Linked DNA regions of Arachis hypogaea: region 1 is linked to region 2. Evidence: chromatin contacts called from public Hi-C data. All regions are on one chromosome and are shown on one strand. The core of a region is the stretch at or near the end of the contact, and the rest is flanking DNA. Distances in the headings are between cores, read along the strand shown. Region 1 holds the start of LOC112702573. Region 2 holds the start of LOC112702571.

Region 1 (5,940 bases), core at 76-2,575, 55 kb before region 2:
GTAAGTTTCAGCGAGAACGACTCCTTCTTTTGCGCCCCCTGCTGTGGAACCACTGGAGGTCTAACACCGAGCAATCGCTCCACCAACTCCCTTGTCTCCGTGCCGTGCTACCTATAGAAATCACGGATGTGCCCCCATTGGCTCCCTGTGCGCACGTAACCCAAGGTGGTACGCCATGTCCTGCAGGGTGATAGTGGCCTCATTCCAGGGCAAGTGGAACGTGCGAGTCTCCGGACGCCATTGCCCCATGAATGCCGTGATCAGGGAATTGTCAAAGACAAAGTCCCTAAGTGACATCGCGTCACCGAATCCAGCCCCATTAGATACGGGACGATGGCATTGGGTGGTAAAAATGCGTGACTCACTTGTCGGAGCAGAAGTAAGCGAGGTCTCTGACAAAAAAAAATTCACAATTATTAAAAATTTGTATAGGTCCATCGACATATCAAACTGTCTTAACTATTGTATACATTTGTTTAACAGAGAATTTTACATGTATGTAATAACAGAATTTATGTCGATCCAACTTTTTCCGTTAATATATACTTACTTAACTAATGGACATTTTCTCAAACTTTAACTTAATAATCTAATCATCAAATTTGGATAATGAATAATTAAATTAATAAATTAAGAAACGTGTGATTAATAAGCTAACTTCAATGGTTCGAAAGTATCTACATCCATCATTTAATCTCTAAGTTAATAATTATGTAGTTAACAACTTAATTATAGAAAAATGATAATCACATTCCTAGCATTATTAAATACTATCAGTGACCTGTTCCTAACGATACAAATTCTATTCTAGTTTTTAGAAAGTATTTTAATCATGACTATACATATACTAGATAACACAAATGCCAAGATAAAATAACTAACCGCAAAGTCGAATGCCTTGACATTGTGCCATGTCACGTTTAGTCTATTGATGTCCGAATTACGTACATTTGCGCACGCCATATGCGTCTTACTCAATAATATATATGGCCAGAAAAGGAGGAGAAAGTGGAAGAAAATGTTGAAATGGGACCAGAATGTCGCTATAAACGATATCTATATATAGGCGTGACCAAGCCTTATCTCGTTTATCGTACAAACGAGATAAACTTGCATATATCTCGTTTATACTGTAAACGAGATATACACGTATCACTTGCACTTACTTGACTGTAAACAAGATATGTGTAAATTTATCTCGTTTACACAGTAAACGAGATAAATAATTTTACCTATTTTTGTAATAATTTTTAAAATTATTTATTTCGATAAATAAAATATTTATTTAATTCGTTTAAATTAAAAATTGGCCTTCCTTATCCTTAGAAAAATTCGTCCGAGTATTCACCCAATTAAAAAAACAAAGAGGAGAGAGTCACGAGTGTCACGTTCTAACACGAGGGACTCAGCTGGTCGCTATCGCCTATCGGTTTCTTCTTTGAAGTTTTCTTCACTTTCACTTTCACTAACTCAACTCATCACTCATTCATTCCGATCCCTTACACTTTCACGTTCTCCATCATAATACACACTCATGGCGTCAGAAAAAACCAACGGAGAACAAGAGATGCCGAAGAAGAAGAACAGAAATGAGGAGTTGAAGCTGCACGACCTTCTTAACGACGTCGTTTCCCCAATTTTGTTCCCCGAACCCACTAACTCTGCGCCCCTGCTCCACCGAATCAAGACCTCACTCTCCCGCAACGCTCCACTCATCCCCCAAGCTTCTAGAAACACCGCACGTGACACCCTCCTCTGGACACGTGCCGGCTCTCCCCTCCGCCCCCTACTCCTCATCTCCGTTAGTCTCCAAACACTCCTCTCTCTTTTCACTTTCCATTCAATTAACGCTCTTCATATTATCTTTGTTTATTTATTTATATTTCTTTTGTATCGATTCTTATGGTGTCTCCTCTGGTGCAATTTTTCAATCCCTGCGTCCGTTAACTTTATTGCCTGAAAATTGTTACTGTTTCCTTTTAAAGGCTTAGTTAATTTGAATTTGGATGTACATGATTTGCACCAAAAGGAATAATCTGATATTAACAAATATTTGGGCGTTAACTCTTTATATTCTTCAAGCTTGTGCTAAGTATCTAGAAGGTTGCAGAGAATTGCATCTCAATCTTATTTGTCCATATGCATCATAGAATAGTGAACTTTTAAAGATTCAAGTATCTTTTATGATTGTGTGTCATTTTGGAGGAAAAATTATCGTAGGTATTTGCTTGTGCGTCGTTTTTTATTTCTTATAATTTTTTGGTTAAATTACTCTACCAATTCTTATAACTTTACTAAACTTGTAATTAAGTTCATAGTATAAATTTTTTTAATTGGTTCCTACATTATTTTAAATTTTGTAATTAGGTTTTTATCTTGCAACAAAATATTCTGAAAAATGAGAAGACGTTCATATTTAGGAATTTAGCCCTTAAATGTGGGTATTTTCAATTTGGGAAAGAATATTCTGTCAACTCTATCGTTTTTGCAGGTCAAGAACCTAATTATAAATTTCAAAACAGTGTAGGGATTCAATTAGAAGCTTCTCAATTAGAAACTATAGGGATTGATAGAGTAATTTTGCCTAATTTCTCCTTTTTGATATCATACTATTTAACCGGTGGGCGAAAACTACTTTTTATGCATTACAGTTTTCAATCCTTTGTTTGGAGAAAATGGAGTTTTGTAATTTATGTTTAGATTTTAATGTTTATGATGTTTTCTTCCAATTTCCTGCAGGTTGGGACAATTACTATTCTTGCTTTGACAGGACTACTTGTATTTACGCTTCTCTTTCTCTTTGCGACTATAAATGTTGTCATTGTCTCCCTTCTTATATCTTTGGCAGCAGCTGCAGGATGCTTGGCTATTTTCTTTGCTTGCGTGACGGTTATATATATTGCAGCATTGTTAGTAGCAATATTTGCTATTTCCACGGTTATATTTTGGACCATTGTGGCTATTACGATTACTACAGGTATAAAACATTATGGCAACCTCATTTCTTTTATCTATATTTACCAGATACTTCATTTTAGTAGATCTTGGTTTGATGATTTGAATAGAGTTAATATGTTTTCAGCAAGATGCAACTCTGAATTTTAATTGAGATGCAACTTTCTGTTGAAATAGGAAAACTGATAGTATTTCAGATTAAATGACTCTGCTAGCAGTAAGATTTAATTTTACAATGTCACCAAATACATGGACATATACTGATATACATATACATGATAAATGCATGTTCAAATTTTTGCATGCAATTGTGCTGTGGCATTAGACATATCTTCTTGACAAAGACCTCCAATGGATGATTGATTTAATGGTTTAGTTTCCCTTTGTGAGAGTTCCCGTGCTCTGTTGCATATCAGAGTATAAAATGGCAATAAATTTGTCACTTCCACACTAAATTATAATTTATAAGGCTATGCTTTACCTTTTTCCCCCCTCAAAAAAGATAATGTTGCTCTTTTTTATGCACTTTTCTTTTTATGTGGTTAACACTGTAATGTTTCCTGCTGGATATGAAATGATGCAACCCAGCATGGATTGGATTCTTTTACACGGTGTGGTTGGTAACTAGAAAGAGCCTCGGATTTGCCAAACAATCGTTGAGCGTGACCAGCTCGGCGATTTCAACTTACTCTGCTGCTTGGGGTACTCGCAACTTAAAACACGACTGAGATCAAGTGCTGAATTCATAGAGTAGACGATGCAGACAAATCATAAGTTGCATTTGCATGTTATGGAATGAATGGCACAAGAATCTTCTTCAGTGGACTAGTTGTGGTTCATGTCTATTCTCTTAGTCACGGTTTCTTCCCCCTTTTTTTCTGCTTTGGATGCCTATATTCATGTTTTTTATGTACTTGTGAAGTGGCAGTGAGTAGTTTTGATAAAAGCTGTAGTTATGTTTTGTATTGGGTTTCCAATTCTGTGTTGGAATCTTTGTCAGCCTATGTTGTTACTCGGTATTGTACAACTTGTAGCAGACATGAGAAATTGCAACTTTTTTTTTTTGGGTAAATGTTGTAATTTTAGAATAAGCTTGTGTGAATACGTATGCGATGTTGATAGAAGCTACTCATTACATAGAGATAAAAGTGAAATTAAAAACATCTTTAATTTGTTGTATTTATCGAAACTAGTTAGAACGAACATGAACATTTATTATCACTCGTTGTTTTCCATGAGCATTTCATTTCTTCCTTCATCACTTCATGCATCTCACACCATGCAAAGTCAATATTAAAATGGATAGGACCAAACATGATTTGATGGTGCGACTGCGATGTATATGAATGTGGAGTAAGAAATCCTCTTCAAATTTTTCTTCCATGATCCCCCTAAACTTTACTTTCAAACTTTTTATGAGAATTGTAATGATATATAAGTTAAGCAGTTCATTATTGTTATTATAATTAACTTTCTAATGCCTTATGCATATATGTGTAATTTAGGAGTGTATAGTTTGTTATAGCAAGGAACCCCTCAAATTTTTTTTAACAATTGAGGGAGTAAAGAGTGATCTCTTACCATTAATTTTATAAGTGGGACTAATAATAAATATGAGATTAGAGATCATACTTTACACTCTCAATTTTTTTTAACAATTAAGAGGATCCATTCTTCTAAAATACATGTATCATAAGGTAATTCATACTGAACAATTATTTCGTAACTGTACATGCATCAAATGCGTGCAAATTGTTCTATTTAGTTTGATTTGGGATAAAATAGATTAAACAAATACTATTGAGTTTGAATTTGTTGGAGAGTTTTTTTTCTTTTTCTTTCTTTAATTTCACGTTTCACTACACACAATTGGTTCAAAATCATACTGGGTGTAAGGGATACGCACAATGATAGAATGGAATTAGTCGATAACTGAAAGCTAGTTAGGGTTGGTTATTATTAAAAGAGGTTCTGTAATTCTATTTTGGTTGTTATCTCATTTTCTTGTTTTGCTCATTTTCTAACAAATCATGATCAATATTCCAACGTTATATATGCATGCGTAATTGAGAAAAGTCTCACATCTCTTCTAAGTTCTAATCTCTTTCTCTCTAACCTGCTGCACAAGCTGTTCACCATCCTTTCACTGAGAAATTTCTGATGAGTTGTCTATTATACTGCTCCCGTCGTGATCTCGCATAGGTTGTGTGGAGTATATGCATATTCGATTTAGGGTTTAACAAAAATTAAAGCATGTAACTGTTTGTTTAGAGTTATATGAGGGAATTGTTTAACAAAAATGTTCGTCAAAAAATTAGTTACAATATTTTGTATAATTTTACATATGTTGTTCGTACATTTTCAATTCATATTTTATATTTTAATATATATTTTATATAAATAATTAATTAGTAGCTAATTTTTTACCTACACATAACAAGTTACATGCTTGGTTGTTTAAATAGCAGGACTTTAAAATTAAAGCACCTAATATTTGGATTTGAATCCTCTAAAGTTTGAATTTTACTTTAGAGAGTAAAATATGATCTTCTACCTGTGAATATTTTTTCTTTCATATTTATTTTTGATCCCACCTATGAAATCAACGGTGAGAGATCACGCTTTATTCTTTAAAGTGAAATTCAAATTTTAGAGGATCAAAATCCCAAATATTTGCCATATTGCCATCTAATAACCAAACGATACATCACACATAGATGTAGTTGTCATGATTAAAAACTGTGGGGATGTGGTTTTATAAGAGTAATAATAGTATCAAATTTAGGTTATAAAATAAATTAATTTTTTTTTTTTTACGAATTGGGAGGATTAAAGGGTTTCACATATAGGATTGGATAGAATTTCTAAACAACTTTATATCTACGGATAGAATTAGGGGAAGCTTAAATCCTACTTTACTCTATTTATTGTGACTCCTAATAATAGATAACATTTGACAATATTAATTTCCTAATTCTCTATGTT
Region 2 (6,732 bases), core at 1,845-4,344:
TACTAAAAGAAAAATTGAATTGTGCCTAAAAAATGGTGAATGCTAAATCTAAGTTGATACAGTAAATTATATAGAATAAATAGTTTCTTATATTAAATGTTTACTTTACTTAGTAGATATAACTAGGTCGCTAAGCTCTTACTTGATCGCAAATTTGATATTTTTGTGTGTGACGTCCCCTAATTTGTTTATAATGTTTTCCCAAAAGTTGGAATTAGCTTTTTTTTTTTCTTTAACCAACAATCAATCAACAAAGTAATAGGTGTAACAAAGTCTAAAAAGAGAATAAAAGAAATTAAAAAAGAATGTTGACTGAAAAAGTTAGTTTAATAGTTTTATTTTATTTTATTTTATGATGCATTCACTAATTTCTAAAAAAATTTAAGTTATATACCATTTAGTGTATCCTAAATTTCGTAAAATATAATTTGGCAATATTTAGTCGATAAACATGATACGAAGAGAACAATAATATTTGGAAGACAATAAAAAAATCAGCCTAAATAATTTAAAATTATTGTTACGTGAATAATCTGAAAATATGTGAATTGGACTAGAACAGAAGGTTCAAATTGCGAAGAAAGGGGATCTCCGACTTCTCGCTTGATTATCGTTGTCCGAATTGTGCGTTTGAGAAATGGGGGTGGTATCTCCAAGACATTCCGATGCTTAAGTCAGCAAAGGATTAAGCAGGCTTTAAGTATATTCGAACTTAACTGTACATGAGAATGTCAAGATATTTATAGGAGACGAGCCAATAACAACCGTTAAAGTAGTTCTACTTCTGATGGTGGATAATCGTCTCTTTATTTTAGGATTGTTGGAATCTCTCTTCTAGAAGTTGGTGAGAGATATAAGAAGGCAGTTACTTACTTAAATAAGTGTTACTTGCCTTTGTGTGTTGATTCCGATCTCCTGTCCGATAGGCGTGAAGGCCAATCCTTAGGATTTGGACTTCTTAACTTAATTTGGACCTGGTTACTTCGGCCAGGGTATAAATAATTGTCTTATTTAGTATTAATTAATTATTATTAGAGTAATTGTGCAATTTTAGATGTAATATATATAATTACGAATATTATATGTATATAGAAGATAATTTTAAATATTGTCTTCTTAGTCTTATCACTAAAAAAAATTAATATAAATGTGGTAACTTAAAAAAATGTGTGTAATTTCAGCCAATATATTTAATATAAAAAAAAAAGAAATAAAAAAATATCATCAATATAATTTAAATTTAAAGTATCAATAAAACGAAAATATTTAATAACAAAAAAAAATTAACAACAAATAATTAAAACTTATCTTATTTAGCATTAATACATACTAAGTAAAATAAGTTTTGTTAAGTAAGTCTTGTGTTTTTTTTTTTTTTTCTTAGCATTACCGTTAATAAAATTAATTCTCAAACTCCCTTCTATTAAAAATGCTATTACTCGTATTGATTCCAAACATTGAAGGGCTTTTGTTATTAAAATCGAGTGAGATTTGTCCTTGTTAATGGTATGTGCCATTTAGGGGTATGTCTAAAAACACGTCCAAACATTGATAGTATCCTCCACCTTGAGACCCTCAGGTTGGTGAAAATTTAATACGAATAGATAATAATGACCAACCTCTACCTCATGAAGAAGTTAAAGGAAAGGACATCATTAAAGGGAATGAAGAAGAGAATGGCATAAGGAATAAGGCAATTCCGCAATTGATCATCATCAGCCTCAAATTTTTGTTTTAGTGTGGACCCTGGAGGCTAGGGTGTACCAGAAGATCAGATGGTCCTCCTAAGGCTATGATGATAACAACTAGCTACGATTTTAGCTAAAAAAGACTCATCTAGCTTGTCAAGTCCTCCTCACTTTAATAAGTAATAACTTCCCACACTCAAAGTCTTGACCAATCAAATAATTAGTTTAATTTGTTGTCATAATTAGAACCATTCCTTTCTTTCTTTTCTTTTCAAAGGAACATATTAGGACATTTTATCGGATAAACCCTAAAATGTTGAATCTAATTTGAGCATAAATTTTGGTCTATGATTGATGTATTCAACGTTTAATATAATGATGGCTAATCTCTAGCTGAATTGCAAAAACCTACATAGTTAAAGCTTAAAGTTACCAATTGGGTGTGTATTTAATTATTAAAAAAAAATCAAGAAAACAAAGTGTGGTTATTACATATGTTTAAATGTTTAATGGCTTCTCTTTGTTACAAGTAATTTTCATTTCCAAAGAACTAGATATTGAGATATGCCAAATTTGCAAGACTAAAGATTTTTAAGTGATTTGATCATGATTAAGAAATAGGTTCTGAAACATCTTAAAAATTGCTTAATCTCAACAATTATGTCATAAGAAGAGATTTATCAAATTTGAGCAATACCGCTATTTAAAAGTTGTCTTCTCTTTTTCTCCAATCCAAGCATACTGCTATTTAAAAGGCTCCCATAAGCTCTTTGTTTAAAGAAAATTCCCAATGCATTTTCAGTGAATGTAATTTTACATCCATTTTGGTTAAACGCAAATTTAGCCACCCCACCATAAAACAAAACAGGATCTTGTTGGTCCCCATCAATATCTCTAATGTTACAAAATCTAACCAAATGAAGTGAAATTTCTTCCTGACAATGGCATGTACGAATTGTGGATTATTTTTCTACATACGCCCAAACATTGATACTAGCTAGTATCTAATATCTATGGCCATCTCACTACCTGAAGTTGGTGAAAATTATTAAATCAATAATAACCAACCTCTACCACATCAAATTGAAGAAAGGGAAAATTATTAAAAAAGAATGACGTAAGAAAGGTTTTGTGTAACTAATACAACTAAAATTGCTGTATCCATTACACCCAACAAAATCCAATAGAAAAAAAGAGAGTGCGTCATTAGAACAGAAAATCATAACACCATTCAAGGGGAATAAAAATTGAAGTCCATATGGGTGCCTAATAATAAATTAATAATAACAAAAAGAAAGGCATAAATGGGTGCCTAATAATAAATTAATGCAACAACTCACATTCAGTTGGCCCAAGTAAATTAAAATTGAGACCCAGAACTAGGAAGGTAGAATAGGAGGGAAAACAGAAAGACATAAATGGGCTAGCTCGTGGCCTGCTAGCCTACACCATCACTATAATAGAAGGCCTACTATTATACCAAAAAGGAGAGCAACCATTTCGGCCTTCAGTTTGAGAGAAAGAGAAAGGAAACAAATCCATTTGTAACTTGTTCACATATGATAAAATTTGAATTTATTACTACGTTAATATAATGTTATTCATGTATGTTGCACCTTACTAGAGATTCAATTTTTGAAAAAAGTAATGGTCAAAATTTTATTTCAACATGAACAGGATAGTAACACGATAAAATTAGCATCAAGAAAACTGTTCTTCATGCTACCTAATATACATATCTATGGTAAAAATAGAACAATAAAACCTTTATTATCACACACAATGGCACATCTCCCTCAAAAATGGCACTTACTACTATTCAATTTGTCATTTCTAACTGTTACATGAAGGAAACTTGTCATCAAGTAGAAATTACTCCTTGGATGGGGAACATTGACAATGGAAGCCTCATAGGACAGTCACTTATCTATGATTACTTTAATTAGGAACACCTCAAAGGGTGCCGAAATACATATTCAAGAAAACCTCTTAACAACAAGTGCAGGCATGATAGGGTCTGGAATTATGAAGGCAAATAATTGAAATAAGTGCCACTCATAAAGTAGGAGAAAAGAAACTATTAACAGAGTAAATAAACAAATGAAATTCTTCATCTGATGCTTCTCTATATGATTCCAATCTTATACACAGCTCACAGAGACCAACACGTCTAACCAACTAATGACTACTACTTCTATCACAAGTAACTAATTCTTATGTTCTGACATGACCTGTCTGTATATACATTAAACAAGTCCTTCTGTTTTGTTGCAATCAAATTCAAGTATTACAATTAGAGCTCTATATAACTACCAAGCACCATGACCCATTCTATTAGTAATATCCATAATCCCATAAATGAGATCATCTTAAAAGATTGCATATTATGATTCCATTCATATAGGAGACAGCAAAAGTATTAAAAGCATGCCTAATACAGAAACTAACCATTTGCCAAAGGTTCAATAACATACAAAATATAGTTTACCCTCCAGATAGATAATCTAAACATCCTTGTAACTTCTAAATGGGGCAAAACTTAGTAACATTTTTAAGATTCCAAACATTGAAAGTATCTACTTTTTACTTCATCTTCTGTCTGCCTCCTTAAAAAGCAACTATCCCAACATTCGCTTCTTGTTCCAGCCCATTCTTAAACCCTATTATCTACTCACTAAGCCCATTCTTAAACCCTATTATCTACTCACTATCAGAAATCAAATCAAGATTATTTCGGGAAAAATAATGGCCATTGACTAGCGTCCATCATGATGAGGAATCCCATAATTGGTTAAAGAGAAGAGTGAAGACTAAATGTTACCACTCAAATGGAATGCAGAATCTAGTACAACCATCAACATTGCTTTTTCTTTAACCCAAGCTAAACGCTAGAACATGATTTGTCAGCATCAAGCATCAACAATAAAATGTGTCATACTTCAGATCCTAAACCCATCACCCATCCACTTAGACCACAGTCCCCTGTCATCAACTCTACATTAATAGCAAATTGTTCTTTCTTTAGCCGCAGACATAGCTTTCTCGTATAACTTCCGGCAATTAACAGTCTATGCCTCTGTCAACATGATCAAAACATATTTCAAATTCAAATATCTAAAAAGAAAAAGGGTGCAACATCTTCATTTAGATACTAATTCCCCTCCTCAATTGTAATTGAAGTGCACAAAGGCATCTCCATGGATTGATTTAATGGAGGCATAGAGTTACATCTAATCTATCATCGCAATTCACACAAACACTATCGCTTTGCATTCTCTATCATTTCTAGCACCCTAGAAAAAAAAGGAGAAATTGGAACTCTTTTCTCAATTAAGAAACACTTACAAAGCGAAACCCTTCAAGTACTCAGGGTCACGCTTGGCCCTCTCCTGAAACTTCTTGAACCACCGATCCAAAATATCCATCGGCACCACAAGCTTCGAACCATCAACACCGCAAAAACTCTGCATGAAGTTGAATAGATTCTCCCCTACCTTCAACGCCACGCGCTCGATCCGCTGCTCGCCGGCGACGTCCAGCGACGGCAGCGCCGCCGCGTCCTCCACCGAAACACCAATCTTCGCCGACAGAGGCTGCGCGTCCGCCGCCGTCAATTGCAGCTGGCCGCCGCTCCCGGGATCCGGCCACGGCAACGAGATCACGGCGGAGGGGCGAGCTAGCGTGACGGCGCCGCAGAAGACGAACGGTGATCCCGGCGACTGGACGTAGACGGCGAGCGCCTTGTCCGGAGGAAGGGTAAAGCCGTTGAGAAGGAAGATGCAAACCTCGCGAATTTGATCGTACGCCTCACCTGCGCATGTTAGAGTGAAGCTGTTAGTTACGGAGAGGACGCTAATGTGCGCAGGTTAGTGAGCTGGTAATGTTACTACTTATATTTACAAAAATAAAAATTGTTTACCGACGAAAGTGTTCATGTCGAGAACCCAATGGAAGGTATCGATTTGGGCGAAGGTGGAGATGTCTATGGGGAAGCTGCGGTTTGGGAAAACTACTCCGAACATCTTTTAATTTTCTTCGTGGTATGATTTTAGCTTTTAGATTTTGTTCTATTCAAGATTGAGAAGTAGCAGCGAGGTGGAAGAGATGGTGTTGCGACGGGGTTAAAGATGGGGTTTGGAGTTGAGTTGAGGCCCGTCATGGGTGGTCTAGAACATTCTGGACTTGAAGAGGGACGTATGTGTCTTTTCAGCGTTGTATTTTTATCCCATGTGTGGACTGTGGAGTACTACTGCACTAATTATGTTCTATGAATTTCTACCAAAAAGATATTTTTAAAAAATTTTTTACAAAAATAAAAATAATGTTATATTTAAAATATATTTTTTTAAAAAAATATAAATTATAAATTTAGGGATAAAGTCTATTTTTTATCTCTAAGATTTGTAACTTTTCTCAAAAATATCCTTTATATACAATTTTATTCAATTTTATCTTTAATATTATCTATTTATTTAAGTTTGCCTTAATTTTTAATTTATTTTAAAATTATTCTTAAACGTTTTTTATTTTGTCCCCAATATTTTAGATGAAATTATCATCTAAAAATAATTTTGATATAAATTAAAAATGTTAAGGACAAAATTAAATATAATTAAACGTTACAAGTATTTTTGAAAAAAATTACTAATATTAGAGAAAAAAATATATTTTATCCTACATGTAAACAAAATTATTTTTTAATATTTTTATTTTTATTATTTAATTTTTGTCAAACATACTAAAAAATAAAAAATATTTTTATTAACTTTTTTAAGAATTTAATGATATCCAAAAAAAATTTTAAACAAATAAATTCTAATTTAGATTATGAAAAGATCCAATTCTCAAAATAATTTCTAAAAAAATATCATTTTATTGTTTAAATATAATTCGATAAAATGTCATTTTTTTAAATGAATAAAAATGAATAGATATTATATCAATGAATTATAATTCAAATAACATAGTCTTTCCATACTTACCTAAGAGATCACGGGTTCGAATCTCACAAATTTCGGTAAAAAAAATGAATATATATTATTCT

The links. A called contact is a pair of places that touch in the nucleus more often than the background predicts.
Region 1: a contact with region 2 is called in a Hi-C map of leaf, with 2.9 times the contacts expected there. The contact joins the promoter of LOC112702573 here to the enhancer-like site in region 2. A contact is called at or near these places in 3 of 8 Hi-C or Micro-C datasets (leaf and an unstated tissue).

Annotation. Positions count from the first base shown.
Region 1 is chr7:14,429,691-14,435,630 of arahy.Tifrunner.gnm2.J5K5, reverse strand. LOC112702573 reads left to right here and starts at 1,325. Exons shown (of 3, transcript XM_025753671.3): 1 at 1,325-1,801; 2 at 2,740-2,977; 3 at 3,544-4,118. The coding sequence starts at 1,535. The coding sequence ends at 3,683.
Region 2 is chr7:14,375,538-14,382,269 of arahy.Tifrunner.gnm2.J5K5, reverse strand. LOC112702571 reads right to left here and starts at 5,910. Exons shown (of 3, transcript XM_025753668.3): 1 at 5,608-5,910; 2 at 5,034-5,499; 3 at 3,440-4,764. The coding sequence starts at 5,710. The coding sequence ends at 4,749. Within about 2 kb of position 3,094, at least 3 of the 3 cell types and tissues checked have open chromatin away from gene starts, as enhancers often do.